Linked DNA regions of Danio rerio: region 2 is linked to region 1. A link is a contact called in public HiCAR-type data. All regions are on one chromosome and are shown on one strand. The core of a region is the stretch at or near the end of the contact, and the rest is flanking DNA. Distances in the headings are between cores, read along the strand shown. Region 1 holds the start of si:ch73-335l21.1. Region 2 holds the start of acadvl (acyl-CoA dehydrogenase very long chain).

Region 1 (5,085 bases), core at 1,448-3,947:
TTCATTTCGCTGCTTTTAGGAAGCATTAATAGAGATTTAGTTAATTCTGCACTGAAGCGGAATACTCTGCACATGACAAAAATGAAAACAAATCTCACAAGATCATTCACAACTAGAAGAAATGAAAACTGCATACACTTGGTTCTGTTTTAAAGTGTGCAAGCATTTAAAGCTGCAAATGACAAAACAGCAATGCTGGTTTAAATCTGATTCACACCAAACCAACAGACGGCAACAGCCTTGTTTTGTCAGATCAGTATGTTACCCTTCTCTGTGTCTGGCGGCTGTCCGAGCTTGTTTTCGGCGATTGAACATGCTGAATCGGTGCTCATTGGGTCGTAGTCTGACAACTGCCTGTGCCATGTGAATTGGGCTTTATAGTAAACAGAATTGTATTGTGCATTGGTGTGGACACTGGAATAGTAATCATTATCGCTCACTTCATAGTTCTCACTGTTAGTGTGAACAGGCCTTATTACGGAAAGCTTGATAACTCTAGGCAAGAGATGCCCAAATTAGGGCCAAGGTTGGCTTATTTTGCAATCTTTGATTCGGCTCAACATCTCATCTGAAAAGACAGTAAGAATGATGGGCAGGGTTGGGTGAATGATTTTAACAGATTGTCATTTCTAATTTAAAATAACCTTTTTTGTTTGTTTTAATTGCTGAGCTACAAAAAAGAGCCAACTGAAATTGTTTAATTTCAATGTTAATTGTAAATACATAAATGAATACTTAGTAAAAATGTTAATACTGTCACTTGACAAATAGCGGACAATGCAGAAGACATCTGCAAGCAAATCATTGCAAAATCAGGTGCAGCTTAACTAGTGTAACTCCATTCTGCTATAAATGAGATAAAACTCTCTGTTTTTACTGTAATAAGTTTAGTAAAACGTTGAAAAATGTAGTTAATATAAAGCAATGTTTTATTGTTATTTTAAAATATAATTTAATAAATTAGGGAGTATCCAAGGCAACTATTTTTACCTTCCCTTCGGCCCACTAGCAATCGGGTTTGTAAGAAAAGGTTTGGGCACCCCTGCTTAAAGGAACAAGTTAATTACAAAAAAATAATTATGCCTCAAACTGAATAAAATGAATGAAATGTGTTAAATTGTTACAGAATTATCATGTTTTTATTTAAAGCTAATTTGGCAGTAATTATGGGAGGAGTACTTTTTTTTTTTAATTACCACACTGTTTAAAAAATATATTTATTGGTGTGGTGTTTGCATAAAGAACCTTTAACTTCCATGCAGCCTTTTCAAAATGTTCTTTACAGTGTAATAAAAGGTTGATTTATGAACATGATTTTCACGTTATTAAACTATTCACTGAATGGTTTTTCAGCATCATGATTGAGCCTCATTATTATTATTTTTTAATAAATTCAATATACTTTTTTGAATTAAGATGAGCTTTTTTAAGATAATGTAGTAACAGAAAAAATATTTATTTTAATCGGCATATTTAACTTTGCCATTAGCCCCAAAGTCCAATGTAGGAGCCGTTTATCATAAAAGATGAAAGAAACCTCAGCCTATTGATATCGACTGCTTATTAGAAAAATATCATAGTTATCTCACACTTTCTGCCCTGCAGACCGAAACAGCATTTTCTACATGTGCTATTGCAATGCGTTGACAGAAATACTTAGAAAAAGATGACCTAGGGACCTTGCGGTGTGTATCTCAACTGTTTGCTCAAGTTGAGCCCTATAGTGAGAAGACACGATAACACACGCTCAGGTGGCAGCGTGGATAAGAAAGCAAGATGAACTTCAGTAACAGACTTTCCCTTCTCCACAGCAAAGTGGGCCCCTCTACTCAACTTTTGGGGCCCAACCACTTTTCTGGAGAGGAAGAAAAACACTGTTGTTTCAACACCAAACTGCAGCTGCGTACCCAAAATCAGCATGCAGTCAGCATGTCTACGGATGTGTTCTCTACCGTTTTTAAATGCAAGATGCAATTAAACGACGCCTGCCACGTTAACACCCATCTCCAGGACTTACTCTTGCACTGAAGCTCCACCATCGCCTGGTACCATTCCTCCTGGTCCGCCTCGTTCTCGGCCGCCACCACGAAACTCTCCGCCCGCGTGTAGAGCACTATCATGTGTTTATTCTTCGAGTCTGCCCGTTTGTTTATGTTGAAGCACGTCTCCAGCGCCAGAGCCTTTTTGGGCACGGGCGCTTTACCACGAAATTTCTTCTCACTCTCGTAGTATTCGAGTCGGGCCGGGCCGCGCTCCGAAGCAGCCCGCAGCACGAAGTAGCGCCGGTGCATGGACTTCTGCTTGCGGAGATAGCCGCTCCTGCGGACGTCCTCCGTGCTGTTCTGCAGCTCCATGTGGTTCTCCATGCTCTCTCAATCAATGTTCAGCCCTAAAAGTAGCGAACGACAACAAATGCACAATCCGTTGCTTGAAAAAAGTCATGTGCGCAAAGGGCGAGAGAGGCTCCAACAAGCAGTTTCCTTCCCAAAATAATGTCACTGAGCTCTGCGGTTGTGCTTGAGCTGAATGTGTGAGCAAGAGAGCACATGCGGAGCGGCGTGCGAGAAGCGACACAACTACTACTATTTAGAAGCAGCTTTACGAGTTGAATAATCTCATTAGTGTAGCGTACAGCAGACAGACAGACAGACAGATCCCAGCACCCCTCCTCTCCAGAGCAGCCCTCACTGCTACTGTGAAGCTCTGTCACTCATCGGGCTTCTGTAGTTCAGGCTATGAAAGAGAGAGAGAGCGTGTGTGTGTGTGTGTGTGTGTGTGTGTGTGTGTGTGTGTGTGTGTGTGTGTGTGAGAGAGAGAGAGAGAGAGAGAGGCTATAGCACGAGGTTGCGGACCAGAATCGGATTTCATCCTCCTCGGCATAAAACTAATTTCACTTTTTAATTCTCATGCATTAAAAAAGTGCATCTCGTTAAGTAAGAACCTCACGCTAATATCTGAATGTGAAAACATTTTTAAGTTCTGAGCGTTACTGTGTTTTTACAATGTTACTACTCATTTACAACTTTTTCTTTCATATTTAAATATCGATGAGAAATGTGTTTGATAACTTTCTAAAAAAGGACTAGGATAGGCTTAAGTTGTTTAAATGTATTTGAATTTGTAACTTGAAATTGTTTATAAACATATTTTTTATATTTCATTAATATTTTTAAATTCATAACTTTGTAGACCAGTGATGCTCAAACTAGGGCCTGCGGGCCAAAGTTGGCTCTTTGTATCCTTTGATTTGGCCTGCCAGAGATAAATTGATTGGGAATGGTTGGGGAATGCCTTTAACAGAAATTTTCGTTTCTATTTTAATGTAACCTTTTGTTTGTTTGTTTGTTTTATTGTTGAGAGACAAAAAAAGCAAAATGAAATCATATGTTTTAATTAAATGTTGTAAATGAATCAGATTTTTAAAATGTTGTGCAAACATTAGGTATGCACGAATAGGAGACAAAGCAAAAGGAATCAGCATTCAAATCAAGGCAAATGCAGGTTCAGCTTGACTATTCAGCATTGAACACCGATGTTTTATAAGTGGAACTTTTTGTATGGTTTTGTAATAGGTTTGTTATAATAATATACATTTTTGAAAAATTAGAACGCATTAGTAAATACAGTTAAAGTAATTTTTCCTATTTATTTTTAAATATTATGATATAAATTATGAAAATAAACGTGGCAACTTTAATAGTTTGCATTGTTTACTTTCGGCCCACAGCTCTCAATCAAGCTTGGATTTTGGTCTTTCACAAGAAAAAGTTTGGGCACCCCTGTCACACCTCTTCTGGGGTCAACAAGGATATTCTGTAAATGACTTCTGGGAGTTAAAGGTTAGAACGAACCTTTCTTGACAAATGTTTGTTAAAACTAGGCTGTCTGTTGCTTGGTTGCAGACTTCAGAGCTATCTGCTTCAGTGGAACTGAATTCAACTGAACGTCAACATTTACATAAAACAGAACTGAATCAGGGCAGCACCGTGGTGCAATGGGTAGCACCATCGCCTCACAGCAAGAAGGTCGCTGGTTCGAGCCCCAGCTGGGTCAGTTGGCATTTCTTTGTGGAGTTTGCATGTTCTCCCCGTGTTTGTGTGGGTGTGCTCCCGTTTCCATAAGTCCAAAAACATGCGCTATAGGTGAATTGGGTAAACTAAATTGTTCATGTGTGTGAATGAGTGTGCATGGGTGTTTCCTAGTGATGGGTTGCAGCTGGAAGGGCGTCCTCTGCATAAAACATATGCTGGTAAGTTGGCGGTTCATTTCGCTGTGTTGACCCCTGATGAATAAAGGGACTAAGCTGAAAAGGAAATGAATGAATGAATAAACTGAATTAGCATTAATTTTATGCTAACTACACCAGCTTATCCTGCCTGCTGAAATACTTGAATGTTCCACTATCTGACATATTGTTTTGGCATATTACTTTTCTCTTCATAAGCTGCTTTAACTCAATCTACATGGCATAAAGTGCAATAAGAATAAAGATTAATTGAGCTGAATAGTTATTCTCAGGTTCGTAATTGTTGATACAACAATAAGACAAAGATAAAAGTCTCCTATAGAGTAAATTCAGTTCAGTATAATTATTAAAGAGTTTATTCTTTTACCTTTGCTTGGTCACTTTTATTTTGAGCTAAAAGCAATCATTGCAGTATTACTGGCTAGCAGTTAGCAGAATCCCCCTCCCATTTAATTCAGTGAGGTTCTGAAGTTTAGATTCATTTAGGAATGATAAAAGCAGGGTATAAAAGCACTTTATGTACCCCAATCAATCATTTCATATACAATACTGTGTACATTTTTACTTTGCATCTATTAATTAATAGATACTGTAATTACAACTGCACATCATTTCTGTAGTTACTTGTTATTGTTAAATTATACTGTATATACCTGTGTATATAGTGTACTTATTGTGTGTATGTCACATTGCAAAACAATTTTGTCATATATATAAAACCTTACAAAATATCAATACACTGTGATTAGTGCAATTGAAAAGGTAATCTCTGCTGAACTATTTAATGGTGCAACTGAAAAGGTTGTAATCACTGTTGGATTGTTTAAAGTCTCTAGTGA
Region 2 (5,170 bases), core at 850-3,349, 150 kb before region 1:
CCTCTGAGGCGATTATAAATATATAAACCTTACACACTGGCACACACATACCAATAGGCCCAAGTCTATTGACATTTAATTTTGAAGAACGCTACTCAGAGATCATCCTTCATGTTCAGTTGTGGCCTGTATTTATTTTTAAATGTACGCGAGTGCTGTAAAGGTGTCAGAAAGATTAACCTGGTGCTATAAAATCAATGTACTGTGTCTTTAATAAAACAATATCATCCCAGGGGTCGAATTGAATGGCTGATGGCTTTTTATTTGCATGTTTTTAATATAACTAGTAACTACTATTTTTTACTGCAGTAGGTTATGGATAAAATATGGTCTTTATAATAGTTTAATAAAATAAATTAGATTTTTGGAAATCACCAAGTGACCTCCATGTCATTGTCTCCCTACCTCAACTTTGAGGACCACTGACTTAGGTCACTAGTTTATTGAAAGTACATGCAATCTAAAGAACGAGGAAGGTTTCACATTTGGTGTGGACTTCTTAAGTTATTCTGACTGGGTTCAAGGACAGTGTGACAAAGTGACAGACAATTTCCATGGCATCACAAAAAGCCAAAAAAAAAAAAAAATGGCAGCCAAGTAGAGCAAAGAGCAATGACAAGGATCACATAACCTTCCCTGATAAGCCCTCACTCACACAAACAAAACAAATAATGTCTTCTTACAAAACAAACTGATACTGAATCAATCCTAAATAACTATATATGTCTCTTCCATCTCCAATTATAATTTCTAACACGTAGACTTGCTGTAGTTAAACCATAATATTTACGTGACACACAAGACCGCATGGTAAAACACAGACTGCCAAGCCTGTGTGTCATGTGAACTGGATGTGAACTTTACTCCAGATTTATATTATTGGGTGTCTCAGAACAAGCACCTGTTTTTTCCATGGGACCTTATTGGATTGGCCAGAGTAGTTCACAAAGTATGTAAGTGATATAACCACTTACAAAACAACGTTACAAAAAGTAATTATAAATACATAATAATAATGACATGAAGCCAAGAGTCTCACCTCTGCAGTTTGGCTCGCATAAAGACGAACATTCTGAACTCCCACAAGTGCTCCAGATTGCCGCTGTGCCCTGATAATTTGATCAAGCATAATCATAATTATTACATAATGACAGACAAATGTATTTTTAATTACCTTTAAGCATACATCACATGATGTATAAATGTATTTTCATGTTTTAGCTTTGCTATCCTTATATATGAGATTCAATATAATTTTATAAACATTTATCAATAATCAGCTTGTTTTCATTTGTTTATATGAAGCTAGCTGATATTATTTATATATTTTACAATTACTTAACAGGCTATGTAGTATATATAAACAGTAGTCAACATTTGAAGTGAATCGAAACATTTTCAAATTGACAAACAGAAATGAGTGTTGTTCAATAGGACTAGAAGAATTTCGATGAAAGGTTTTGATCCACTTCAAATGTTGACAACTGTATACATTATAAATTACCTACTTTATTTGACAGTCAACCTCAAATTTAAGTTAGTTGGCGTGTATATCCGATAATTTCCCCCCCCTCACTTAACGAAAACAGATAGTGATAATATTTTTAGTAACGTTAAACACAATAAGCTTTCTCGAGCTGAATGAAAACAGTGAGTCTCACCCAGTAATAGCCGGCTGCAGACGGAGGACGGAGCTGCAGATCGCAGGACTCGTAACTTTACGCAACAGCATTATTATGATGACGAGCAGGCCGAGATTCTTCTTTCTTGCCGAACGTTGTTTATCTCCGTTCAACCGGAAGTGTGGAACTTGCCTATGGATCGAATACGAATTAAAAAGTCAAGAAACGTTGATAAATAAAAGGACAACAACGTCCAGCAAGAGGTGAATGGGTTCTGGTCAAGACTGAGCGCCCTACAATGCAGCAGAACCTGTTTTATTTCGTCCTTGAGTGACTTTTCTCTTTTAGATTGTGGCTCTTCCCACCGCAGACCAGGACCCTCCTCCTGTGCACAATTGTGGCGACACACGAACACTTCTGATACAAAAGACTGAAATGAAATGGCAGTCAAAATATGAAAAGTCCTGTGATACGACGTTCCCTGAGTCACCGCGCTGCTTACCGACTACCGGAAGTACAGATCTTTTACGTTAGCACTGAAGGAAGAGTCATGTAACACCACTGATCTCAGATCAGCTTTTAAAGACACTTCGGGACAGGCGCTACAATACCGCCACATTTTGATTGGTTGAGCCTTACGTCTGTCATAGGATGTCTGTAGCTGTTGCTTAGCAACCATTCCACTATCAGTAATCTTGAAGATATTCTTGCATAGAAAAAAAACTAAAGAAGATATTTAGAAAAATGTTGAAAACGGGTAATCATTGATTTGCATAGTATAGGAAAAGCAAATACTATAAAAGTCAATGGTTACCACTGTTCAATATTTTTCTAAAATATCTTGTTTAGTTTTTGCTATACAAGTCAATAGTTCTCAGCTTTCTTCAAAATACATTCTTAAATTATATTAAGTATACAGTCAGAATGATTTGCCTCCTGTATAGTTTTTATATAGAGCTTAAAATAGCACACAGATGATGTTCTCTAGCTCCCTGAAACAGACCTTTTAAGGCTTAGATCCTAATTATGGTGACTGTCGCTTTAAATTTAAATGAGATTGTGCTCTTTTCAGAAGAGGGCGGAGCTACAAATGTCTATGTGTCAGCGTAGTGGCAAATGACAGAAATTACTGTGTATGTGTGTGTGTTTGTGTGTGAGACTGTGTGTTGTGTGATTCATACCCATAGGAGAATGAGCGGAAAGCCTTGAGTTCCACCAATGAGCTTCAGTATTCTAAAGTCTTTGTATCAGTTCAGTTCACAAAGAAATTTATTAGTTTTGTTTTGTTATGTGAACCCTTACTACATATTAAAAAATAACCGTTTGATTTATGAACATTTATTATAACATTGAAGGGGTTAACTAACACACCCATGGTATACATTCACAGAAAAAATGACTTCACCAGTCTTGTTTATTATTAAGGCAAAAAATATTGTAATTTTTATAAATTAGCAGATAAATACATACAGATTAAATATTGCCCGATTATTATTTGATGTATTTTTTTTTTTTTTTTTTGGTGGAGTTGCAACGATGAGTCACACACAATGTCGTTACAAAGTTCACGTACACACACACACACAGATACTAAGCAATTGTGACAGGATACACATTAATATTCACTCCTGTATGGATATCTGCTATGTTAATGTACAAAAAAACATTTTTTATTGCCACAAACCGGGACTGAAGCGTTTTCTTTTGTAACTGTGGTGACATGCGGCTGTGGTGATGAAGACAGTAAAATCACTGTAATTCATTAGAAACGTGCACGGTTTTAAAAAACGTTTTTAACATGTAAAACTCATTCTTGATCACATTTGATGATGATTTATGATCACAGCAAGCTGAACAGATCTTTTAATTCCAGTTGCTTTGCACACGTCCTGTCTTGTTGATATGAATATTCGTGTTACTATAGCCCCTTTCACACATACAGACCTTTCCGGAAAATTACCGGAAATTTTCCGAAAAGGTCTGTATCTGAACAGGCCCATTTACAAAAAACGGTAAATTCGTTCTGGCTATTTTCCGGAAAGAGAAGTTGTAACTTTACCGGTAATTTGCGGGAATGCTGCGCTGTCTGAAAGTAGAAGGAAGATTGCCGGAAAAAGTGTGTGTCATTCGGAAAAAGCGTGTTATCTGTCATTCTCACGCGGTAGATGCTCTGTTTAACTGTTTTCTTGCTAATAAAATGCTCAGTTTTTACGTACACTTACTTAACGTAATGTTAGTAGCAAATGCGCTTATGGCGCGACGCAACTGGCTCTTAAAGGGAATGGGAGATGAGACTCCGATTAATTTATTCTCAAAACACACCTATAACTCATTAAGAAAATAAACTCAGCCGTTTTAGACCATGCGCCACGGTGCAAAGCAGATTTTCCCGTCCTTAAAATAGCAAAAATGCATTCTGACACGCCCTAAAAGCATTTGAGCCGTGCGTTTTGCGCTCTGCGCATGGACTGTCAAAATAGAGCCCATTTTCTTTATATTACCCCAATTCGACAGAGGAGACACTATACCTACACACAGTTCCGTCCAAAAAGCTTACAAAAAATTATTTTCATTACAGGTGCCCTTTCATTCATATAAAAGGCACTCTAAGTCTCGATTAAAAAAAAAAAAAAAGTTTGGTTGAGTACAATGACCAAATGCCAAACCATTGTCTTGACTAAACAATTTATACACTTAATGCATTTAGAACATAGGCCTCAAATTGGATTCATGGAGGGCCACAGCTCTGCATAGTTTAGCTCCAACCCAAATCAAACTCAACTAATCAAGGTGTTCAAGACTACTAGACTATTAAGAAGGTGTGAACTGAAGGTGGTTGGAGATAAATCTGCAGAGCCGTGACCCTCCAGGAATTGAACTCGAGACCACTGATTTAGATATTTGACCTAATAACATGGGAACTCAGCAATACAAATACAGATTTGGATAATTGACCATAATCATTGTTTTGTATGTTAGTAACTGGTCTACAAAAACTAAAGCCTTCATAGAATTTTTCATCAGGAAAAATGGTACTATTTTAAATCGGAATGCTTTAATTCATTTAATTTAGGCTATACAATGCTATTCATTCATTGATGTATTTATTACTGGCAGAAAACAAGTTAATTTCCAGAGATTTTTAGCGTTAAATTGCAGAAGAAATAAAAAAATGATATAAAGGCACTCAAATGTTCACTAATTATTTCTCTTCAAGTCAAATTAATTAAATTAAAAAATAAGTCAACTTAACAAGTCTGGTGCGTGTTGTAGGTGAACCCAAAGCAAGTGTTTGATTATGCAGGATGGAGAATCTGATTTAAAGTTGTTTAAATGCAATATACATATAAACCCCATCCTCTATTATGTGGTAGTGCATGAGATAATGGATATTGAAACATATTAAAACAATATATTGACACAAAATCCCAAAGACGAGACGGTAAATCAACATGGAGAGAATAAATGACTAGTTTCAGAGTTAATTCTATCATACATTTATTTGGAGTGAAGACATGCAAAAGTGACAGTATCTGATGATATTCAAA

What was found. HiCAR-type assays count read pairs that join an accessible place to other places.
Region 2: a HiCAR-type map of caudal fin shows a contact between it and region 1, with 4 times the contacts expected there. The contact joins the promoter of acadvl here to the promoter of si:ch73-335l21.1 in region 1. A contact is called at or near these places in 3 of 18 Hi-C or Micro-C datasets (caudal fin, embryo and hematopoietic stem cells) and 2 of 4 datasets of contacts at active chromatin or transcription factors (caudal fin and gastrula embryo).

What each region holds. Positions count from the first base shown.
Region 1 is chr7:20,125,114-20,130,198 of GRCz12tu, reverse strand. It overlaps si:ch73-335l21.1, which reads right to left and starts at 2,697. Exons shown (of 5, transcript XR_012383234.1): 1 at 2,018-2,697. It also overlaps a transcript of acap1 not described here.
Region 2 is chr7:20,276,414-20,281,583 of GRCz12tu, reverse strand. acadvl (acyl-CoA dehydrogenase very long chain) reads right to left here and starts at 2,099. Exons shown (of 21, transcript NM_212611.1): 1 at 1,933-2,099; 2 at 1,662-1,814; 3 at 1,040-1,109. The coding sequence starts at 1,732. LOC141375342 (a long non-coding RNA gene) reads left to right here. Exons shown (of 2, transcript XR_012383237.1): 2 at 1-2,028. It also overlaps a transcript of dvl2 not described here.